Linked DNA regions of Mus musculus: region 2 is linked to region 1. A link is a contact called in public promoter capture Hi-C data. All regions are on one chromosome and are shown on one strand. The core of a region is the stretch at or near the end of the contact, and the rest is flanking DNA. Distances in the headings are between cores, read along the strand shown.

Region 1 (4,772 bases), core at 108-2,607:
AGATCACAGGTCATGGAGAGATACAAAATAGATACTTGGTCGGTGATGATGGAAGACACTTAGAACTAGTCAAAATACTGAGAATTAGAGGCTATTGGATGCCAAGTCATAGAGAGGACACATATATACCAATACTTCCAAGGCTCAGGAAACATCATGGAAGAAGGGGTAGGAAGAATTTAAGAACCAGAAGAAGGGGGGTGAGGTATGGAATGATGATTTCCAGTCATGACTTGGCTATTGAGTTAACAACAGCTGGATCACCTGCACAAGATCTCCACAAGAGTGGGCCCATTAACACTCTATCATGGAAAGAGGAGGGGCTTATGAGGTACCACCCCACCCTGAAGATTTATACACAATTAATAGTTGGTGAGGTAGGGAGAGACATTTACTTTAGGGGTGCAGTCACTAGTACAGTGCCTACAATGCTGTAAAGAAGCCCTTGCCCGTGCTCCTATAAACAACACTAACAAAATTCAATGGGTTCCTTCTCGACACCCCCCCATTCCAAAAAAAAAGACATGGCAATAAAAGGGATACTTGTGGAAAGAGTAGGGGTTATCAGGAGTGGGAAGGGGCAAAAGAGGGTAACCAGGTGAACATGGTTTAAAGGGCACAAGTAGGTCACAATGGAATCAATTAATACGTAGAATCAACGTGTGACAATACAGTGTTCTTGCTAAAAATTTTAAAAAGAAAACACTTAGTGCAGACATTGCCAGCAGTGAGAATGCAGGTATTTTTGTCTATGTGCTAACTAACAGGAGGTCTACCGTTTACCTGTGCTTCACAGGGTGTGTGGACACGGCCCTGTGGAGTTGTTTTTGCCTATTGTGTCTGCAGTGTCTGTATGTGGGAAGATACACCACACCACCCCGCCTGGGAGTATGTATGGATGCATGAGGCTTGGAGCGTCTATGTCACTATGTGCCCATCATGTAGGCTGTCTACCATCAGGTTTCTCTGTAACTAGAGTGAGGAGGGCATCTCTGCAGAGAGGGGAAATAGAGGGAGTAATGTTTGGGACTCTAGAACAGGGAGGTGGGTGAGGTTCGTGGTTTTCTATCTATGGGCGGTAGGGCGTGCTGCACCCAGATGTGTATTTGTGCCCTGGATGTTGGAGGCCTTGTGCTTACTCCGACGTACATCTGCCTGGCAGTCTGCGACTTAGAAAGCGGGGGGGGGGGTGAATTTGGGAGATGGGGTGTGTAGGAGGAATGGATGGAAGTGTGTAGGTGGAGAGGTTGGAGCACCAAAGCGAGCGAGGCGGAGAGAGTCGAGAGAAGGAGTGGTCCTCGCTCCAGTTCTCCCCGCCCACCCTGCAGAAAGTGTCTTCTGATTGGCTTCGAGGCCGCAGGGCTCAGGTTACATTCGCAAGAGTTGCGGAGCGCGGGAGACCGGACCCAAGAGGAGAGAGGCTGGTTCTGCAAGGATTCTGCGCTGGTCGGGGAGTGCCCGACAGCCCCTGAGCTGCCACCCAGCATCGTACAAACCCACCCCCGCTCTGCGCCAGGCTCCACCCCAGCCAAGGACCCTCAACACCGGCAATGGACTGCTGCACGGTAAGTCCATACTTGAACTCAGCGTGTTCTGGGGCAAGGGGCACACGAGAACCCCTGGGGGGTGAGTGAGGGATGGAAGTGGGTGCGGAAGACCTAGGAACAATGTGGGAAAGAATGGTGCTGAAATATTGTATTGGATGATGGAAGGCGCCTGCCTGATCTGAGCCAAGCCCTGGGGAAAATGCTCCCCAGCTCGCGGGGGCGTCTGAGCGCCCATGGGCCAGACAATCTAGGTTGTATCTGGATCTGAGCAGAGCTTTCATGCAGGAAAGCTGCTGCTTAGACGAGAGGTGGAACTTCCCCCACGGAGACACAGGAAAGTTGCTGGTGTGCTAGTCCTTTCCCTTGGTATTTTTTGGCCCCCAAACGATTTCCTATCCCACTGCTGCTGTCGCGGACTGTGGCAAGATCTTCACGACCCTCAGATGATCGTCTAAGCCCTTATGTGGCGAAGTCGGGGAGAATCCACCCTGGTCTTGGTGGTGATGGGCAGGAAAGAACCTAGTCAGTGTGGTTCTGGGGTGGAGCTGGTTCAGCCCCCAAAACCTTCTCCTTTGGAAGGTGCTGGGTGAGTGACCGTGAGAGGGCCCTGTGGGCAAGGGGAGGAAGTGTCTATCAGCGCCTACACGGAAACTGGATGCTGCAAGTGCCTAACGCCAAAGCAGATCTTGTTAAGGGCTCTTGTATGAAGGCATCCAGCACTGGTCCTGGCTCCTAGCTGGCTAAAGGAGTTGAGTGACCCATACCTATATAAAACGTGTTTGCTTATTCTTAGCCTCCGATCTAAGGAAAGAGACGACTCCAAATTCCTAGTGTTTTCTTTCTGTCACTCTGGCTAAAGACTCCAGAGGTTACTTAACGACAGCAGGAACCCCACCTTTCTCCCACAATGTGCAAAATAAATAAGTTTGGAAGGGAGGAATAGCCCATATCTTTGAGAGGTGACACTTCCCAATGCCCAGTGTCCAAGACGCAGTGAGAACTTAGGGGCAAGCCATTGCTGACATTTTAACTCTTGTTAAATAAATAACAGCTGCCAGAGTGCCTGATCACCCCAGGTAGGTAGGTCTTTTACAGTTGTACAAATGGGGCTTAGAAATGTGATTTTTTTTCCCCAAGTAGGCACCTTTGACAAGTGTGGAGCCCTGTCCTCTCAAAAGATTGCCCTCCAATCCCTCTTTGAAGCATACTGATTTTCATTACTGTAAATGCTCATAGCAGTAAATGTATAGATCAGAAAAAATATATACATATACATATACATATACATATACATATACATATACATATACATATACATATACATATACAAGCATGCCAATCACATACAGTTCCGCCCTTTGAAGAACACTATCCAGGGCTTCTTCCAAGGAAGCGGTTTGCTATTCTCCAGGGAACAGTTTGTTTGCTTATTTGCTTATTTACTTACTTATTTTTGGTGCTGGGGATTGACTTCTGGACTTTATGCCTGCTAAATATGTACTCTGCTTCTGAGCTACACACTGAGCCCAAGAATCACTTTTTGGCTGGGAAAGGAAAGGTGTGGGTCTTCAGTCTCAATTGAGGAAGAGCCCCTCATCCCCAGCAATGTTCCATTAAGTAAAAAAATAAAAAATAAATAGATAGATGGCAGATTATGAGATATGAGTCAACAGGGGAGGAGGGTAACTGCTAGGCAAGAAAGAAAAGGCTGAGAAGCCAAGAAGGATGGGGAAAGGAATCGGGAGATGTGCCAGCAGGGAAGACATGAATGGGTGAAGACTCTAGGAAGCCTGAGAAGGATGAAGAGGGTGAGATGTGGGGCTCAGGCCTCCAACCTTGTCTCTCCTGGTTAGTGCTTATAAAAATACCCAGGAAGCCATTGGTGCATGGCAAGTAGATAGCTACACCACAGATAACTAATACTGATAGATAATGGCTGAGGGTGTGGTTAATGTGTTTGAAATCAGTGTCCCCTAGAGGAAGAGGGACTGCCAGAGGTATTGAATGTCCAGGGTCCAGGGGCACCTCCTGCACTGGGCCCTGACACAGTCTCTGTTTTTTTATGTCCCAAGTCCACTGGACCAAAGGGCCAGATAATATTCAGCATCAGTCTCATTCTGTGGAGTTGGAAGGAGGCAGAAAGAAGGAAAAGAGGGGGCAAAAAAGGGCGGAGGACTGGAAGAGGGCAGGGCTGCTACCAGGCATCCCTGCGCTGTAAAGAGAACAGTATGCCTTCCTCATCTTTTTGCTCTGGAGTTCTCTTCCATGACCATCCTACCTGATGTTTGGGAAGAATCTAGCCGTGCCTTACTTGTTCTTTTCCCCCTTGGTAAGCAAGCTTAGAGAGAAATGAGGAAGAAGAAAACATCAGTGTTCTTTTTCAAGGGGATGTTTTTAAAGGAGCTATTATTCGATGTTCCAGTGTCTGATTGACATCGCAAATGTACATGACTTTCCTGCCTTCGTCTAATAGGAAAAGAAAAAGAAATCTGTTTTGATAGCCCACTCCTTTCTCCTTTGTAGTCTCGTTGACTGTGTACCAGCTAACAGTATCGAAGTAACCACCCGCCCTGAGGCAGGGGGTAAAAGTACAAATTCTGAAGAGGACCATTTCACTGTTGTTTTGCTATGCAACCTGGGGGAGCTATAAAATGTCTCTGAGGTTGTTTCTTGACTTCTAAAATGGAGATTACATGGCATAAAATGTCCCAGGTACTCGGCACAGGGCCTGATATATAAGGGACAGCCGACAGGCATAGTTCTTAAAGCTGTTTGGATTTGGGGAGCTGAAGGATACAATTCACCTGAGCTAAGTTCTGCTTGGCCCTGAAGAAAATGAGAGTCTCTGAGGCAAAGGAATGTGGCCATCCATGGCTCCTCCTTTTTTTTTGGCAAGTACATTCTCCCACTCCCAGGTGACCCCAGCTTATTCAGAACCCCCCAACACAGACAACCATCAGTCTTGGCTTTAAGAGAGGCAGCTGCCCAAGCACCAAACCCAATGATCTTCTCCCAGATTTCTATCCCATGGGCAGCCATGAGCAGCCCATCCTAAGGAATCAGCCGGAGGGATGGGGAGCAGAGTCAAGGGAACAGCAGTACAGCCTTATGCTAGGCTGTGTTGGGGCTGGCTCTTCTTGTCTTGCCAGGTTTCATACTCTGGATCACCTGTGGTGAGTGGTGAAGAGGTCAGGTCTTAGGGTGGTTGGAGAAAAATACCAACTC
Region 2 (5,425 bases), core at 2,213-4,712, 85 kb before region 1:
AGAAGTTTAAAAAAAAACACAGGCAAAAAAAAAAACATATGAGAAACTAACTATCCAAGGAGCCCTGCTTGGATGAAGAACTGTTTCTTTTGAGAAGCAGTTCTTGAAGAAGAACTGCTGTTTTGAGAGAGGGTGCAGTCTACCTGGGACAGGGGAGGTTATGAGGGAAATGCAAAGTTGGAAGGACAGCTGGCCAAGTGTATGAACCCTGTTGCTGTTTGATTCTGTGAATGATGGGAGCCACTGAGTATATGGTGGCTACCGAGCCCTGTGGCTCAGCGGAGAACTTTAAAATGGTCAGCCTTAAAGGAATCTCAGTTCAATGAGTGTCACTGAAACTGCTTGACATAGTAAAGGTAAATTGTAAAGACAGCATGGTGACTGGACAGAGAAACTGGCTGCCCATGAAGCATTGTGATGTTTGTTAGAATTAGAATTTGAGTACCCACAAAAGTGCATATTGAAGAATTGGTCCCCAGTCCATGGTGCTGGAAAGGAGGTAAAAGTATCTTTGAGAGATGGGGCCTACTAGGAGGAAGTTAAATCACTGGGAAGTTGATTTCAAAGTGAATATTAAACTGCCAGTCTCTTCCCCCAACCTCCAGGTACCATAAAGTGAACAGGCTTCTCTGACACATACCCCATAATGATGACAACAGGACCACCTAGATACAGACTGCAATCTGACCAAAACAAGCCGTTCTCCTGTTAAGTTGACTTGTCTCAGGAACTCATTACGGTGGCAAAAGGCTTAATATTTATAGAAATAGACAACATAGACATAGACATAGACATAGACATAGACATAGACATAGACATAGACATAGACATAGACATAGACATAGACATAGACATATGCAAGCACCCTAGTGGAGTAATAATGGGAACAGGATGCTCAGAAATTAAACAAACCAACAGGGCCAGACAAACACAGGACTCAAGAGAAAGCATTACGTGCATAGCTTAGAATCAATAACATTTGGATTAACTTTTGGGGATCTAGGGCAACTCACCAAAGACAACCAGAATGTACAGAAAATATTGTTCCAGAAAGAGCCTGTGAAGGATCAACAGCTAGGGTAGTATCAGTCAGTCCATTCAGTCATCCTCTCAACAAATGTTTACTTGACTCAGGCACCAACCTCACCAAGAAGATAGAATAGGGAAAAAAAATTGCAAATTTTTTACAAGATCACATTCCAGAGGAGAGACATGACTAATGAACAAAATAAGACAAAAGTGATAACTCACTTTACCATCAAGAAAATAATAGATATACTGAAAAATATATATTATATGTAATATGCATATTACATATATATTATAGAAAAGAGAGAGTTCTGGGGCTGAACAAAGACAACAACAAAGAGAGAGAGTAAGCTACGTGGCTATTGAAGCATGTTAGGAAGAATTTTAAGATGATACACTCTGACCTTTATATGACCCTTATATCCTTATATGATATTACATCCTTTGTGATGGGGACCTGAAGCTTGCTTCTCACTAACAGACTATGGTAATGGGATGTTACTCCTATGATTACATCCTGTAACACGGCAAAGAATGCCTTTGCAGATGTAATGTTGCTAACCAGTTGGCTTCAAGATCACCAAAAAGGAGGGAAGCTTGGTGAGCCTGACCAAGTCAGGGATGCCTTTCAGACAAGGTCTGGTGCCATGGAGTGGCCCTGCTGCCCTTCAGAAATCTGACTGCCATAAGTCCTATTGCAGCTTCAAGAAAATTAACTTTGCCAACAATGATGGGAGTTAAACAAGAACCCCAAGTCTCAGAGGAGACTCAAGCTCTGCCAGACACCATTTCTGTAACCACAAGCAGAGGCTGTAGCTAAGCCATCTGTGTCCCAGCTCACATCACACTCATGGGAATTGCGAGATAATAAATAAATATATGTTGGATGGTTTTAAGCTGCTAAATATAGTACTATGTAGCAATAGAAAATAAACACTTTGCAGGCAGGAAAAAAAGAATTAAAGAACTTAAAGTCAGAGTACGCCTAGTGTATGTAAGGAAAAAAAATTAGGCGGCCAGTATGAGTCAAATGGAATAGGTAGAGAGCATTGAGAAGTAAGGTCAGGAGGTGATGGGAGCAAAGCATACTTGGCCTTGTTAGCATCAGCTGCCACTCAAATGGGAGAGGGGGGACCCTGGAACCTTGACTGATACTCTGAGAATGTCCTAAAGAGTCAAGGTAGAAGCAAGGAGGGTTTGGAAGGCTCTGATAAGAGACACTAAGTCAATGGGAGTCTTGGCTAGTGAAGGAGCAGTGAGGGTAAGTGCTAGACTCTAGACAGTGAGCAGTAAGACTAACTACTTCATGCTGAAAGTTGATATGCCCCTTAGCCTGCAAAGAACAGAGGCTCCTGGAAGATTCTTGACCTAGTCAAAGTACTGAGAACAAATGGCTATTGAATGCCAAGCATAAATTCAATGACTGTATGAATCCCTCCAAAGGTCAGGGAGCATTGAGGAAGAAGCAGAGAAGAATGTAAAAGTCAAAGGAAGGGTATACCTTTAGAGGAATGGACCACTAACTTCTGATTCTAACACAGACAAAAAAAAAAAAAAGGCAAAAATTTTACAAGATCACATTCCAGAGGAGAGATATAGCCAATGAACAAAATAAACAAGAGAGAGCAAGCCATGTGGATACTGAAGCAGGTTAGGAAGAATTCTAAGATGATACACTCTATGTGTGTATCTAAGGATACATATACCCTTACATTATATGTGAGTTATACTGGAACTCACAACTCATTATGTCTGTGATTACCTGCATAAAAGCTGTAAAAGACTGGGCTTGTCAACAATATCATGAAAGTGGGAGGGGCTCATGGACTCCTACCCCCACCCCTGCTCCTCCACTGAGGATTTATATGTAGTTAACAGTTGATAAGGAGAGACATTTCCTCCAGTGATGTAGCTACTGGTAAGGTACCCAAGCTCCGATAAGCAAACCTGCACCCATGATACCGCATTGGGACATGGACAGACACACAAGTATACACTCACACACATACACACTCATACACACACATGACATGAAGAGGAGCTACCTGGAAAGAGAAGCAGGATTAGCAAGAGGGAGAGGGGACAAGAGAGAGTAATGGGGTGAATGTGACCAAATTGCTTATGTACATGAAGAAAATATCCTGATGAAACCTATCATTATATATAACTAGTATACCATAATAAAAGATCAAATGAAAAAAGAAGAAAAAAAAAACCTTACAACTACTGTGACACAGTATTTCCTGCTATTTCTTACTTTCTTAGTTTTTTGGTTCCTACGAGCACACTGTTCTTTGATTTAGACAGCACCTTCTTCCCAGTCCTAGTTCCAGCCAATGGAAGACATCCACCTACTTTCTGTCTCTCTTACAAACACGATCTAACAGTAAATCAGACCACAGTCTGGCCAGCATCCAAATTGTCGTTTGACACTCTTTCAAAACGTCTGACCCCATCAGGGAAGCTACACAGACTGTTCTATCCAGTCTTACTCATCCTGCTGCCCAGAAGAAAAAAAAAGCCTCATATCATCACATGGCCAGAAGAAACTTTAAAGATGTTTTCTGCTTCGTGAGTGACGAGTGTGACATTAGGAAAACAGAAAGCTGAAACAGTGACAAGCCACAGCCTTGACTATGGCACAGAATTAAAGGAACATTCCAGTTCTCTTGTTAAGATTCAGCATGCAAATCTGTCTTAACATAGGAAATGACAAACTGTGCTTCACACCAGAATCTCATAAAAACTAAAAGAATAAGGCTGAGGAGACAGCTCAGCCAATACAGGGCTTGCATGGAAAGTCTGATCACCAGAAATCACATCCCAGCACTGTGGAAACAGAGACCACATTCCAGGCTAATGAGTGACTTGATCTCAAAAAATGATGGATAGCACATGACCAACCATACCCAAAGTTGTCCTATGGTCTTCTACATATAAGTGCATGCACCTGCACCAACACACACACACACACACACAGAGAGAGAGAGAGAGAGAGAGAGAGAGAGAGAGAGAGATCTAATGAGTAATCCATCTTCTTTCAATGCAAGGACTGCAAGTGGAACCCGAGTCACCAGCAAGTGACATAATAGGAACGAACCAACAAAGTCACTAGAAACAGCCTAAAGTTCAACACAAAGACCCACTACAATCGACCCTCAAAGTCAAAAAGTCCTTTCCTCAAAATGGCAGTTGACTGAGAATTCCCTTAATTGTCCAGACGGCACTGCTGCACCCTGGCCACGTGGGGGCACCAGCATACTCCACACCCAAATGAAATGCTTGTGTTTTTTTCCTAATCTGAAGTACTGCGAAGAAGCTTGGTTCAACCTCCCATGGTGCTTCTTACAAATACGAAGACTAATGAAGATATGTAACTGCCAAACAAAAAAAACCCACAAAACTGGTCACATTCAAAAGATGTTACAAATACTAGTGAAGTTTTCAATCTGTTCCTCCAAGATCCCTTTTAAACCCGGCCTCCAGATCTTCCTTCCCTCATGCTTCCAGCCACCTGTCTATCAGTAACTCTTGAGTGCCCCACCAGCCATGGTCTCTTCCATGGGCTCCAGTCCTGAATTTCTAACTGTGATCTCACCGCTGCATTACTTCAAACACCATCTGTCATCTTTCCTAACAAGACAGCTCTCCCTGCAAATGTCCTGACTTCTTACAACAATAATAAATGCTAGCACCCAGCATGTTTTCACATAGATTAAGTCATGCAATACTTAAAATAAGAAAGATGTTTGTTCACAATTACACAGCTCAAAGAGTAGGAATCCCAGATGTGTAACTCCAGTCCCAGACCTTGTACCACACTATCTTGAGTTGTCATATTGGGTGTTTCCCTTTGAATCCACATACTTATATAAATACATATGGTAATATAAAAAGTAACTAGCATATTTTTGTTGGTGATAAAGTTAAGGCTAAAGGGTAAGAGGCTTCTGCAAACTGTCAAATTTAAAAGACCAGATGCCATGGTTATATGCATCCAAGTGCATATTTTTCATACGAACTACATAGTCACCTTCAAACAACAAGTACATGTAAAAAAAGAAAGTAAGTCATTAAGCCATGCTAGGTGGAAGAAAGTCAACAAAAACCCTTTCTGGGAAACAGGGCACAGTGGCCGGGGAGATGGGTCAGTACACATTTCCCACAAAAGCATTAAGACAAGTTCAGATCCACCCAACCTACATAAAGCCAGGATAGGTGGCACACATCAGTAATCCCAGCATTTCTGTAACAAAATGGGAAGCCCACACAAGAAAGTCCCCCAGAAACATGTAGACCCGCTTGCCTGGTGTTTGCAGTGGTAAGCAATGAAACCCTGTCTTAAACAAGGAGGAAGATGAGGACTGGGTGCCTGTCCTCTGACTTCTACATGCAC

The links. Promoter capture Hi-C pulls out the DNA fragments that hold promoters and counts their contacts.
Region 2: a promoter capture Hi-C map of hippocampal neurons shows a contact between it and region 1, with 3 times the contacts expected there. The contact joins the enhancer-like site here to the promoter of Nrgn in region 1. A contact is called at or near these places in 20 of 39 promoter capture datasets (the 3T3-L1 cell line, the C10 cell line, the HPC-7 cell line and 11 more), 30 of 484 Hi-C or Micro-C datasets (the 3T3-L1 cell line, 8-cell embryo, B cells and 16 more), 9 of 115 datasets of contacts at active chromatin or transcription factors (the SCID.adh cell line, bone marrow-derived macrophages, craniofacial prominence and 6 more) and 4 of 9 other capture datasets (adipose tissue, embryonic stem cells, liver and 1 more).

What each region holds. Positions count from the first base shown.
Region 1 is chr9:37,549,330-37,554,101 of GRCm38.p6, reverse strand. It overlaps Nrgn (neurogranin), which reads left to right and starts at 1,357. Exons shown (of 4, transcript NM_022029.2): 1 at 1,357-1,565. The coding sequence starts at 1,551.
Region 2 is chr9:37,635,373-37,640,797 of GRCm38.p6, reverse strand. The region is part of intron 7 of Siae (sialic acid acetylesterase); the gene reads right to left. Among named protein-coding and RNA genes, the nearest start is that of Tbrg1, 19 kb to the left of the region's middle. Within about 2 kb of position 3,462, at least 12 of the 459 cell types and tissues checked have an H3K27ac peak or open chromatin away from gene starts, as enhancers often do. A contact at or near this core is called in cortical neurons, hippocampal neurons, neural progenitor cells and 1 more, where this site is marked.